Linked DNA regions of Callithrix jacchus: region 1 is linked to region 2. The links are chromatin contacts, called in public Hi-C maps. All regions are on one chromosome and are shown on one strand. The core of a region is the stretch at or near the end of the contact, and the rest is flanking DNA. Distances in the headings are between cores, read along the strand shown.

Region 1 (6,147 bases), core at 2,988-5,487, 160 kb before region 2:
GTGCAGTAGCGCTATCTTGGCTCACTGCAACCTCCACTTCCTGGATTCAAGCAATTCTTCTGCCTCAGCCTCCCGAGTAGCTGGGATTACAGGCACCCACCATCATGCCCAGCTAATTTTTGTATTTTTAGTAGAGACAGTGTTTCTCCATGTTGGCCAGGCTGGTCTCAAACTCCTGACCTCGTGATCTGCCCGCCTTGGCCTCCCAAAGTGCTGGGATTACAGGCGTGAGCCACTGCCCCAGCCACCAAGACAGCATTTCTAACAAGCTCTCAGGTGATGCCAAGGCTGGCCATCCTGAGCCAACATGGAGAAGCTAAAGTTCTCCTTTTTTTTTTTTTTTTTTTTTTTGAGACAGAGTCTTGCTCTGTTGCCCAGCCTGGAGTGCAGTAGTGCAATCTCACCTCACTGCAACCTCCACCTCCCGGGTTCAAGCAATTCTCCTGCCTCAGCATCCTGAGTAGCTGAGACTACAGGCACCTACCACCACACCTGGCCGATTTTTGTATTTTTAGTAGAGACAGGGTTTCACCATGTTGGCCAGGCTGGTCTCGAACTCCCGACCTCATGATCCACCCTCCTCAGCCTCCAAAAGTGCTGGAATTACAGGCATGAGCCACCATATCCAGCCTGAAGCCAAAGTTATGACAGCGCTGGACTGACTTTCTGGTTCTGAAGGCCCTGGACTGACTTTCTGTGGGGAGGAACAGCCCTTCAGAAGCCTGTGTCTCAGCTGCCGCTCTCAGCACAGACTGCTTGCCAATGAGAAAGCTCACTGGACAAATGTATAATGGCATGTGCCCATCATTCCAGTGCCATACGGAGTTCCACCACCCTCAGCTCCCCTGTTCTCCAGCAGTTCACTCCTCCCCACCCCTCATCTCCCTTAATCCCCCAGCAGGCAGTCATCTCTTTTTTTTGTTCTTTTTGAGGATTGTATGTTTTTAGGGCAGTTTTAGGTTGACTGCAAAGTTGAGAGGAAGGGGAAGGTACAGAGACTTGCTACATGACCCCCGCCTTCCCGCATCCACAGCCTCCCCCACTATCAACAGCCTCCACCAGGTGATCGGTTTGTCACAACTGATGAACCTACACTGACATCATCATCTGCCAAAGCCAAAAGTTTACATCGGGAGTGTTTACAACACTCTTGGTGTTGTGCCCTCTGTGGGTTTGGACAAGTGTGGAATGGCCAGTGTCCACCATTCTGGCATCATGCAGTCGTTTCACTGCCCCTGTGTCCTCTGTGCTCTGCCTGTTCATCTCTCCTTCCTGCTCCATCCAGCCCTGGCCACTCTGGATCTTTTCACTGTCTCCCTAATTTTGCCAGAATGTCGTGTCGTTGGATTTGATTTTTTTCAGTAATGGTTTTTCCAAGAACCGTCTCATATCTAAAAGCGTTTACAAAACACTTGGCATTTTGTATTTGAAGCATGAGACCCTTTAATGTGTCCGCACATGTTCTTCCCCCTGCTGGGACTCCGTAGATGTCTCTGACTCTTTGCTCCTGGGCAGAAGCACAGCAGAGTTTGATGCCTTGGACTGCAAAGTCAACCAGATCTTGTTTCGGTTCCCAGCTCCTTTTTTTTTTCTGAGATGGAGTCTCACGCTTTCACCCAAGCTGGAATGAAGTGGTGCGATCTCAGCTCACTGCAACCTCCGCCTCCCAGGTTCAAGCAGTTCTCCTGCCTCAGCCTCCCAAGTAGCTGGGATTACAGGCGCTCACCACCACACCTGGCTAACTTTTGTATTTTTAGTAGAGACAGGGTTTTACCATGTTGGCCAACCTGGTCTTGAACTCCTGACCTCAGATCCACCTGCCTCGGCCTCCCAAAGTGCTGGGATTATAGGCGTGAGCCACCATGCCTGGCCTTGTTTGTTTGTTTTGAGATAGTGTCCCACAGCATTACCCACCGTGGAGTGCCATGGCACAGTCTCAGCTCATTGCAACCTCTGCCTCCTGGGTTCAAGCCATTCTCCTGCCTCAGCCTCCTGAGTAGCTGGGACTACAGGCATGTGCCACCATGACCTGCTAATTTTTGTATTTTTAGTAGAGACAGGGTTTCACCATGTTGGCCAGACTGGTCTCGAACTCCCGACCTTAGATGATCTGCCTTCCTAGTCTTCCCAAAGTGCTGAGATTACAGGCACACCCAGCATACACGAAATCATTTTGCAGTAGTTGCTCTGAGCCTCAGAATTCTCATCATTAAAATGACCCTGCCCACAGCCAGGAGTGTGTGAGATAGCATATGCAGGTGTTTATATCATTCCTGACACAAAAAAGCACGCAGTACGTGACAGTGATCTTTTCCTTTCAACCCTGCAATGAGCCAAGGAGGAGGCTGCAGTGTCCCACAGCACCTAGCACTGTGCCTTTCCCTTGGTAGGTCCTTAGCTGAGTGAACAGATGGATGCAATCGGGGTGAGACAGAAGACATGCCAGGACATCGAGCTCAGTGGCGGTGCAGGCGGGCTGTGGGTTAGTAGAAAGAGACTGCACACACATACATACTCCTGCCCTGAGGGTAGAGGGTGTTTATCCAAGGATAGGAGGTTCTGGCTGGGTCCAGTGGCTCATGCCTGTAATCCCAGCACTTTCGAGAGGCCGAGGTGAGCAGATCGCCTGAGGTCGGGGTTCAAGACCAGGCCTGACTAACATGGAGAAACCTCGTCTCTACTAAAAATAAGAATTAGCCGGGCATGGTGGTGGATACCTGTAATCCCAGCTGCTTGGGAGGCTGAGGTGGGAGAATTGCTTGAACCCAGGAGGCAGAGGTTGGAGTGAGCCAAGATTGTGTCATTGCAATCCAACCTGGGCAACAAGAGCGAAACTCCATCTCAGAAAAAAAAAAGAAAAATAGGAGGTTCCAAGTACGTCCCTGGAACAGGACAGGCAACACAACTTAGTGGCTCTTTTCCTCAGCTGCTCAGTTGGCTCAGTCACTGCCTCTTTCACACTCGAAACATTCCAGAATAATGTGCCACAGCCCTGTGCACTTCCATGTAAGGCAGTGTTTACAGGAGCTGGCCCCTCCTGATGGCCAAACACAGGAGCAGCAGAGGCTCGGCCACCTCTTCGGGAAAGAGGGAAGTCCCATTCCAGCCCAGGTTTCCTGTGAGCCCCTAGCATGGGGGGGGGGGGGGTTGTGTGTGTGTGTGCGTGCACGTGTGCATACACGTGTGTTTAAGCTCAACTTAAAAAATCCCTTGATCAGTAACGACTAGACCTCTATCCACAGCATGTCTGCTGTATACCTGATAACCAGCAAGGTCTGTGCATGTTCAGGCATGTGTGGAGGTTTACATGAGTGCGATCATTATGGCCTTCATCTGGAGTTGTTGCTGTTTGGTTTTTTTTGGTGGAGACGAGGTCTTGCTGTATTTCCCAGGCTGGTCTCAAACTCCTGACCTCGAGCAGTCCTGCCTTGGCCTCCCAAAGCGGTTGGGATTACAGGTGTGAGCCACTGTGCTTGTCCCTATCTGGAGTTCTTTTTTGTTTTTTTTGTTTTGTTTTGTTTTGTTTTGTTTTGTTTTGTTTTGTTTTGAGATGGAGTTTCGCTCTTGTTACCCAGGCTGGAGTGCAATGGCGCAATCTCGGCTCACCGCAACCTCCGCCCCCTGGGTTCAGGCAATTCTCCTGCCTCAGCCTCCTGAGTAGCTGGGATTACAGGCACGCGCCACCATGCCCAGTTAATTTTTTGTATTTTTGGTAGAGACGGGGTTTCACCATGTTGACCAGGATGGTCTCGATCTCTTGACCTAGTGATCCACCCGCCTCGGCCTCCCAAAGTGCTGGAATTACAGGCTTGAGCCACCGCGCCCGGCCTCCTATCTGGAGTTCTTAAGGAACGCAAAGTCCACTCTCCGAGCCTCTTCAGTGAGCTTAGAGTCCTGCCATGAAAAAAGTTAGGCCACTTCTTACACAGTGGCATAAAGCGTTTATTTTAATTAACAGAATAGGGCAGCAGCGTGCAGGTGGGAGCCGGTGGTTGAGCTCTGTGCTTCTGCCGGGAGCCCGCGCCAGCTGCCTTTGCAGACCACTAGAGGGCACAAAAGAATGCCGACGAAGGCCCGGGTGGCTTCAGGCACTTCCTGGAGCAAGCTCTTTCTTGGGCCTTGCCCTGCCTAGAGACAGTCTGCCACCCCCATCAGCCTAGGGACAGGACAGCCTTTGAAGGGGCCTGAGGCACTAACAATGACAAGGACTGTGTCCTCTGACCTGTATTTGTCCCCAAAGTGCCCAGGAGGAGTGGGGTGCGGGGCCTGCCACGTAAAGTTAGTAGGTGAGGGCGGGACGGTGCAGCCTGCATGCCTTTCTCACTACCATGTGCACAGGTTTTGCACACACTACTTACTGGCTTCCAAGATGGCCCGTGTCAGGGCAGCACTGGGATAAGTGAGGACCTGGTATGTTTGTATAAATCTCTGCTGTTACTTTGTAGTTAACTTGTACACAAGAAAAGTCTGTTTATCTTGTTCTTTTTATTTTTATATTATTTTATTTTATTTTGGAGTGGGGATGGAGTCTGGCTCAGTCGCCCAGGCTGGAGTGCAAAGGCGCAGTCTCGGCTCACTGCAACCTCTACCTCAAGTGATTCTCCTGCCTCGGCCTCCCAAGTAACTGGGACTACAGGCATGCGCCACCACACCCGGCTAATTTTTGTATTTTAGTAGAAACGGGGTTTCACCATGTTGGTCAGATTGGTCTTGAACTCCTGACCTCAAGTGAGCTGCCTGCCTCGGCTTCCAAAAGTGCTAGGATTACAGGCATGAACCACTGGGCCCGGCCTATCTTGTTCTGTTTAAATGGTTTTCTCAAATGCCCACAAATACCAGGCAGGGATTCCAGGCAGCAGAGACCTCACAATGCCAGTCTGGTGGACTGCAGACTCATCTGAATTCTGTGTAACCTATTCAGGCCCCTGAGGGAACTGAGTAAATTCTTCACAGACCAAGAATGTTGTTCCTGCCATCTGCCTGCATCCCGCTAATAAGCGTCAGGTCGTGTATGGCCAAACCTCTCCTCTCACGCTGTCCAGTAGAAGTCCCTGAGTTTCTGGACCCTTTCACTCAGCACGGCAGCAAGCTAACATGCTCTCATGGGGGCTCTGTTAGACTTTTCCTCGTGATCTCTGTAGCCACTGTTTTTTTGAGTACCCACTGTGTGCCAGGCACAGTGCCAGGTTCCTACCCTTATTTGCCAGGTGCTGTGCTGAGCCGAGCCTTTACTCATTATTTCATTCAGCCTTCACACCCTCTAATGGAAGTGCTATTAGTATCTCCATCTTGCATCTGAGAACACTGAGGCTTAGAGCTACTGAGGGGCGTGCCCCAGCTCACCAGGCTGATAGGAGCTGGATCAGGTTAGCCAGAACCTCAGCTCTGCTTGCTTGCTTGCTTTCTCCTTTCTTTCTTTCAGTCTGTCTCCTTCCTTCCTTCCTTCCTTCTTTTCCTTCCTTTCAAGATGGGAGTCTCTGTCACCCACGCTGGAATGCAGTGATGCAATCTCTGCTGACTCTAGTCTCCACCCCCCGGGTTCAAGCGATTCTCTCACGTCAGCCTCCCAAGTAGCTGGGATTACAGGCGCCTGCCACTGCACCTGGCTAATTTTTGTATTTTTAGTAGAGACAGGGTTTCACCATGTTGGCCAGGCTGGTCTCAAACTCCTGACTTCAAATGAAACGATCTGCCAGCCTCGGCCTCCCAAAGTGCTGGGATTACAGGCATGAGCCCCTGCGCCCAGCCTCAGCTCTGCTTTATATGCGAATCTTTCTACTTCTTGGGCTGTTTATTTGTATTGAGGCAGGGTCTTACTCTGTCACCCCGGCTGGAGTGCAATGGCACTATCACAGTACACTGCAGCCTCAGTCTCCCAGTCTCAAGTGATTCTCCTGCCCCAGCCTCCCAAGTATGGGAATACAGGCTTGTACCACTTTGCCTGGGAATTTTTGGGGAGGGGGTTTTAGTAAATACAAGGTTTCACCGGCCGGGCGCAGTGGCTCATGCCTGTAATCCCAGCACTTTGGGAGGCCAAGACGGGTGGATCACGAGGTCAAGAGATCGAGACCATCTTGGTCAACATGGTGAAACCCCGTCTCTACTAAAAATACAAAAATTAGCTGGGCATGGTGGCGCGTGCCTGTA
Region 2 (6,008 bases), core at 80-2,579:
TCTGAATTTGCAGTAAAATCCATTTCCCAACTATGGATTGAATGCCTAGTATGTGACCCGTTCTTGGGAGGCTGACATTGACTGCCCTGGAAGACAGGAGACAGGACACAGTTAGAGGGCAGTGAAATCGATCATGTGCCTTCCATCTGGGGTCCCTGCTGTAGAGGGGAAGGCAGTACTCGGCAATGACAGCGTGCTGGGGTTGGGGGTGACAGTGGGAGCCATGTTGTCAAAATGTGGACTTTGGTAGGCACCCTGTCCCTGCCCTGAGCCCACTGGAGTGAGGGAATAGGTTGCCCCTGGCTTCCAGTCACAGCTCAGGCTGTCGGCTCAAAAGGCCATTGGCCAGTTTGGTTGATTTCCTTGCCCGAAGCTGTGTTGTGATTTTCCACAGGCAGCTGGGGCACAGAACACCGTTGAACTTGGTTGGGGAGTGAGCATTCTCTCATTTGCAGTGGCTGAGTTGACCCTCTCAACACCAGCAGAGGGGTTGTTCCAGACCTCACCTTGCTGCAGGGAGGCCAGGTTTGGCCTGGGCTGCGGGTTGGCAAAGCAGAGCTTGAGCCAAGGGGCTTTCCAGGCAAGTGCCCGGAGCCTGACCTGCTGACCTTTGACTCGCCCTGCTCTGTTATTTGTGCACTAGTTGGGCGCCACCGGCAGAAACAGTGAAGCCCTTCAGAAACTGGTAGGTGACCCCAAACCTTGTGAGCATGTAGGACATACAGTAGCGTGTCATTTCATGTTACGCAGATTCCACTGAAAAATTAAAGTCACTTCTGTGCCCAGTTAGATGTCAGTAGAGAAAAGGCCATAGGCTAGTCTTCACCGTCGTCAGCAGGGAACTTGGCTCTGGAATCTGAAGTGGCTGCTCCCGACTTGGCCCCGGGGTCCCACTTTCCACGGCCACAGCATGTGGTCCCACGCAGAGGCCCCAGTTCACCTCCTAGCCAGGGCAAGTGCAGGCCCTGTAGGGGGGCTGTGCTCCCTTCTGTCTGTCTGCGGGAACGGGAGCGGCTCAGCCAGCCTGGCAGCCTGGCCCATGCTCTGAGAAGAACATTGTAGGGGGTGGGGGAGCCATTCTCATCCAAATCTGGCTCCGTGGGCTGCCTCAACCGACTTCCCAGGCCCGCCCAAGGCCTGTGGGTGGAAGCATGGTGTCCAGTTACCACTGGTGCCCAGCACACATGTAGAGCCTACTCTGAGGGTTGGACCCCTGCCCCCTGACCTGGCCCTGCTGACCCTCCTTCCTCCTGCCTTGGCAGCAGAGCAATGCCTTCACTCATCCGGATGGCTCTCAGACGGAAGGCTTCCTAGCTCCGGGTTGGTGGGTCCTGGCCTAGGTGGGCTGCCAGTGGAGGAGGCTCTGCTTTGTCCCTTGTGGTCTCAGGTGGGCTTCCAGCCTGGCTCAGCTAGAATCCAGAGTGTTCCCAGTGCCCTGCAGACAGGCTTTGTCTGTGGCAGGTGTGCTTGTGAAGCCAGAGTCCAGGACTCTCCTGGGAGCTCATGCTACTCCCGGTTTTCCTTGTCATCACTCACAGGCGACTGCCGTTCCCGGAAAACCCTGGCTTGACTCCAGTGTTTAATAAATACAAAGGCTCGCCTGGGCCTTGTGTGGTGCTCTTTCCTCAAGAAGGCACTCAGGCATTAAGGGGAACGAGCTCCCCAGTGTCCTCAGCCGGCGTTAGCTATTCCCTGGCCTGCATGAGGCTGCTGCACAGATGTGAAGACAGGGCAGTGGCTGACGGGTTAGGTCGGGTACTTGAATCCCGCCATCCTGCTCTGCTGATTGATAGCGGGATGACGTTGCCTCAGCTTCCTCTGCTGTCAAATGGGGCCACTCTGTCCAGTCCCCTGAGTATGGTGGGCTTCCAGGGGTAAGAAGGCACAAGGCTGCATTTTTGTCAACCACAAAGCACTGTTGAGTCCACAACAGGATTTATTGGCATTTTCAGTAAATAGCTTGCAGTTCATGGCTTGAGTGCTCACTGCCTGCCATGGTGGGTTTAGGGTGTGGCAGTGGAGGGGCTGGCACGGAAAGGGAAGCATTTATTAGGACACAGATGAGATGAGCATGTATATTTTCCAGATCTGATTCTTTCATTGCCTTTTCCTATAAAAAAGAATAAAATGTGAGGATTAGAGGCAAGGAGGGAAAGGGAGGCCGGTGGACACAGGGTGGAGCCACTGTCCCAGGGTGTCTATGCTACCGGCTCCCCTAGTTCATGTGCTGCTTTCATCTGGGTCCTCCAGGGCCAGGTTCCTAGAGCTGAGGGAGCTTCCTGCCTGCTGTTTCTAGGGCCACGGAAGTAAGCTGAAACTGACCAAGGTTTCCAAAGCTCAGCAGGAAGGCCGCACTTGGGTGATACTGGGGCCTGGCTTTGGCTTGAGTGGCACACTGGAGTCCACTCAGAAGCCTCTGTTCCTGGCACATTGGATGTGCTGACACGGCTCTGCCCATCGTCCCCTTCTTGGCAGGGCAGGCGCGGCAGCCCAGGTTGCTACCCGGCCTTCACTGCATCCCTGGGTTCCTTGCAGGGTGAGTTGGAGCGGCAGCTGCTGCAGGCCAATCCCATCTTGGAGGCCTTCGGGAACGCCAAGACCGTGAAGAATGACAACTCCTCCCGCTTTGTGAGTAGTGCGGCGGTGCCCCGGCTCTCGGGACAGAGGGCTCTGCCCAGAGCTTTGGCTCATGCGGCCTTCTCCTGGGTGCCCTTCCCTCAAAACCAAGGACAATTCAGAGTTAGTACTGTCTGGCCTGTTGCATGGACTAGGCCAGACCGAATGCCAGTTGGTGTGGACCTGCCCTGTCCCTCTTAAGGAAGGAGACCACAAGTAGCTTCTTCAGCCTCCCTCATGGCAGGAGGAAAGGCCAGTGAGGGTGTTGCCTATGCTGCCCGAGAGTGTCCTGCTGCCACCAGGAGCCAGTTAGTTCCCAGGTCAGGCAGAGAGGAACACTTCCAGATAACTGGCCTCTTTCCCGCTCTGCGGAGGAACTGGGGTGTGGGCTCCACTTGTCTTGGGCTCGTGGCCTCAGGCAGTGTGGTGTGTGGTGCCGGAGCCCTGAGGGCCCACACAAGGTGGCCATAGGGGCATGGGTTTTCTCCCTCCAAGCTGTGCCCACTGGAGGTGGGGCGGGGGGCTCCGGTCTCTTTCTTACTAGCTCCCCAAGGCAGGGGCACCCCTGATCTCTCATTATCCTCCTTTACGTAGGGCAAATTCATTCGAATCAACTTTGATGTCAACGGTTACATCGTTGGAGCCAACATCGAGACTTGTATCCTTGTGGTTTGTTGGGATGAGAGTTCTGGATCTGGAGGGGCGGCATGACTTCTGTAGAGAAAAAGCTGCCTCCTGATTGCAGCACTTTCCCATTCTGGGCTGGTCATGATACCTTCTCCGTGGAGTTGGGAGGACTGTCAGGGTCAGCTCAGTGCAAACCCAACACAGACCTTAGGACTTTATTCACGGGAAGGGTAACGTTCTGGTTTGATTGACATGGAGTTGTTGAAAGGTGTCTAGTGGCTCCCAGAGGGGGCCATTTAGAGGATGCTGATTTATCTCTCCCACATACCAGCATTTAACCTTCACTTGTGGGACTGTTCTTGTTTCTATTATCTGTAAGAATGAGACAAGGAGGCCGGGTGGGGTGGCTCCCGCCCGTCATCCCAGCACTTTGGGAGGCCACGGTGAGTGGAGCATCGAGGTCGGGAGATCAAGACCATCCTGGCCAACATAGTGAAACCCCATCTCTACTGAAAATACAAAACTTAGCCGGACATGATGGCACATGCCTGTAGTCCCAACTACTCAGGAGGCTGAGGCAGGAGAATCACTTGAACCTGGGAGGTGGAGGTTGTGGTGAGTCTAGATCGCGCCATTGCACTCCAGCCTGGGTGACAGAGTGAGACTCTGTCTCAAAAAAAGGCAGGGGGGGACCGGGCGTGGTGGCTCACGCCTATAATCCCAGCACTTTAGGAGGCCGAGGCGGGTGGATCACGAGGTCAAGAGATCAAGACCATCCTGGTCAACAAGGTGAAACCCCATCTCTACTAAAAATACAAAAATTAGCTGGGCATGGTGGTGCATGCCTGTAATCCCAGCTACTCGGGAGGCTGAGGCAGGAGATTTGCCTGAACCCCGGAGGCGGAGGTTGTGGTGAGCCAAGATTGTGCCATTGCACTCCAGTCTGGGTAACAAGAGCGAAACTCCGTCTCAAAAAAAAAAAAAAAAAAAAGGGGAATGAGACAAGACTCCTGAGGGGTGTGAGCTCCTCTTGGACATGCTGTGCCCCTTGAAGGTAAGAACCAAGGCAGTTTGCTTTTGCTGTATTTTGCCATTTTGTGCCATTCTTCCTTCCTGATGAAGTTCAGTTCCTTTGGATGAGAATAAGAGGACAATGGAAGACACAGTGGCTCACGCCCAGTAATCCCAGCACTTTGGGGGCTGAGGTGGGTGGGTCACTTGAGGTCAAGAGTTTGAGACCAGCCTGGCCAACATGGTGAAAGCCCATCTTTACTAAAAATACAAAAATTAGCTGGGTGTGGTGGGACACGCCTGAAATTCCCAGCTACTTGGGAGGCTGAGGCAGGAGAATTGCTTGAATCCAGGAGGTGGAAGCTGCAGTGAGCTGAGATTGCACCATTGCACTCCAGCCTGGGTGACAGAATGAGACCATCTTCAAAAAACGAGGGCAGTGGAGGGCTTGCCTTTCCCCCCATCTTGTGTTGTTCCTTAATGTTTGTGAAGATCTCCTGGAGAAATCTCGTGCCATCCGCCAAGCCAAGGAAGAACGGACTTTCCACATCTTCTATTATCTCCTGTCTGGGGCTGGAGAGCACCTGAAGAGTGAGTAGTTGGCCTGTAGCCTGAGGCTGGGGCTGCCAGGCTCTGGGTCTCCTGCCAGAATTGGGCCATAGACATCATTCGGGAAATGAAAACTTTGACCTTGGGTCTAGTGGGGAGAAGTGAGAGCAACTCCTGTTCTCTGTGCCATCCTAAGGACCTGGTCTTCTGTTTCTGACCATGCCAGAGAAGAGCTAGGGTGGCTTGCACGTGCAGCTGCAAATGATGGGGCCCTGGTGCTCTCCTGGGCCAGGAGACCTGAGTGTCAGCGTCTCAGACACAGGAAAGCCAACGTCACTGGCCACTCCACAGTTTCCAGGGCATTTCAGGGCTCAGGGTCTGTCCCAGTCTCTCCAGCCTTTGAGATCACAGCGAGGATGGAGCCTCTGCTTTCAGCGCCTCGCTGAGACGCCCTTGTCCTCCACTCCTTACTTACAGCCGATCTCCTGTTGGAGCCGTACAACAAATACCGCTTCCTGTCCAATGGGCACGTCACCATCCCCGGGCAGCAGGACAAGGACATGTTCCAGGAGACCATGGAGGCCATGAGGATTATGGGCATCCCAGAAGAGGAGCAAATGGGTACAGGGCTGGCCCTCCTGTGGGGGAGGGCGGGGCAGGGGAAGGCTGGGCATCAGGGACATCAGGGCAGCCAGTGGGCCTGGGGAGCCTGATAGAGGCCAGTGGGAGGGGAAGACCTTCAGCGTGTGGGGAAATGGTTCCTCAGAATTGAGGTTCAGGATTATTTGTTTCTGGTGGTCTCACAGGCATTTACACAAAAAGAGTGCAAAGGACATGTCCTTAACTGCCCAGGGCCTGGGTCCACTGCGTGACCTTTGCCATTTGCTGAAAGTAGCATATTTCTGTCCTGTCTCAGGGAGTGTGGAAGAAGCTGGGGATGGGTGCTTTGTGCTGGTAAAGCCCAGAACGAGTGGCAGTGAGGAACACGCCTGTGTCTTCCCTCTTCCCAGAGGGAGGGTGAAGAGGGGCTTGTGTGCTCAGCCTGCTTGAGCCTTTAGTCTTTAGAAAGATGAGGGGTGCCGGGCACAATGGCTCATGCCTGTAATCCAAGTGAGGCTGAGGTGGACAGATCATGAGGTCAGGAGATCAAGACCATTTTGGCCAACGTGGTGAAACCCAGTCTCTACTAAAATGGAGAAAATTAG

The links. A called contact is a pair of places that touch in the nucleus more often than the background predicts.
Region 1: a contact with region 2 is called in a Hi-C map of skeletal muscle, with 6 times the contacts expected there. The contact joins two enhancer-like sites. A contact is called at or near these places in 2 of 3 Hi-C or Micro-C datasets (both in skeletal muscle).

Annotation. Positions count from the first base shown.
Region 1 is chr1:207,420,806-207,426,952 of calJac240_pri, reverse strand. The region is part of intron 3 of TXN2 (thioredoxin 2); the gene reads left to right. Among named protein-coding and RNA genes, the nearest start is that of TXN2, 12 kb to the left of the region's middle. Within about 2 kb of position 4,237, at least 7 of the 16 cell types and tissues checked have an H3K27ac peak or open chromatin away from gene starts, as enhancers often do. A contact at or near this core is called in skeletal muscle, where this site is marked.
Region 2 is chr1:207,262,757-207,268,764 of calJac240_pri, reverse strand. MYH9 (myosin heavy chain 9) reads left to right here. Exons shown (of 41, transcript XM_078339682.1): 6 at 2,536-2,628; 7 at 3,211-3,274; 8 at 4,747-4,845; 9 at 5,281-5,424. Among named protein-coding and RNA genes, the nearest start is that of MYH9, 93 kb to the left of the region's middle. Within about 2 kb of position 1,329, at least 11 of the 16 cell types and tissues checked have an H3K27ac peak or open chromatin away from gene starts, as enhancers often do. A contact at or near this core is called in skeletal muscle, where this site is marked.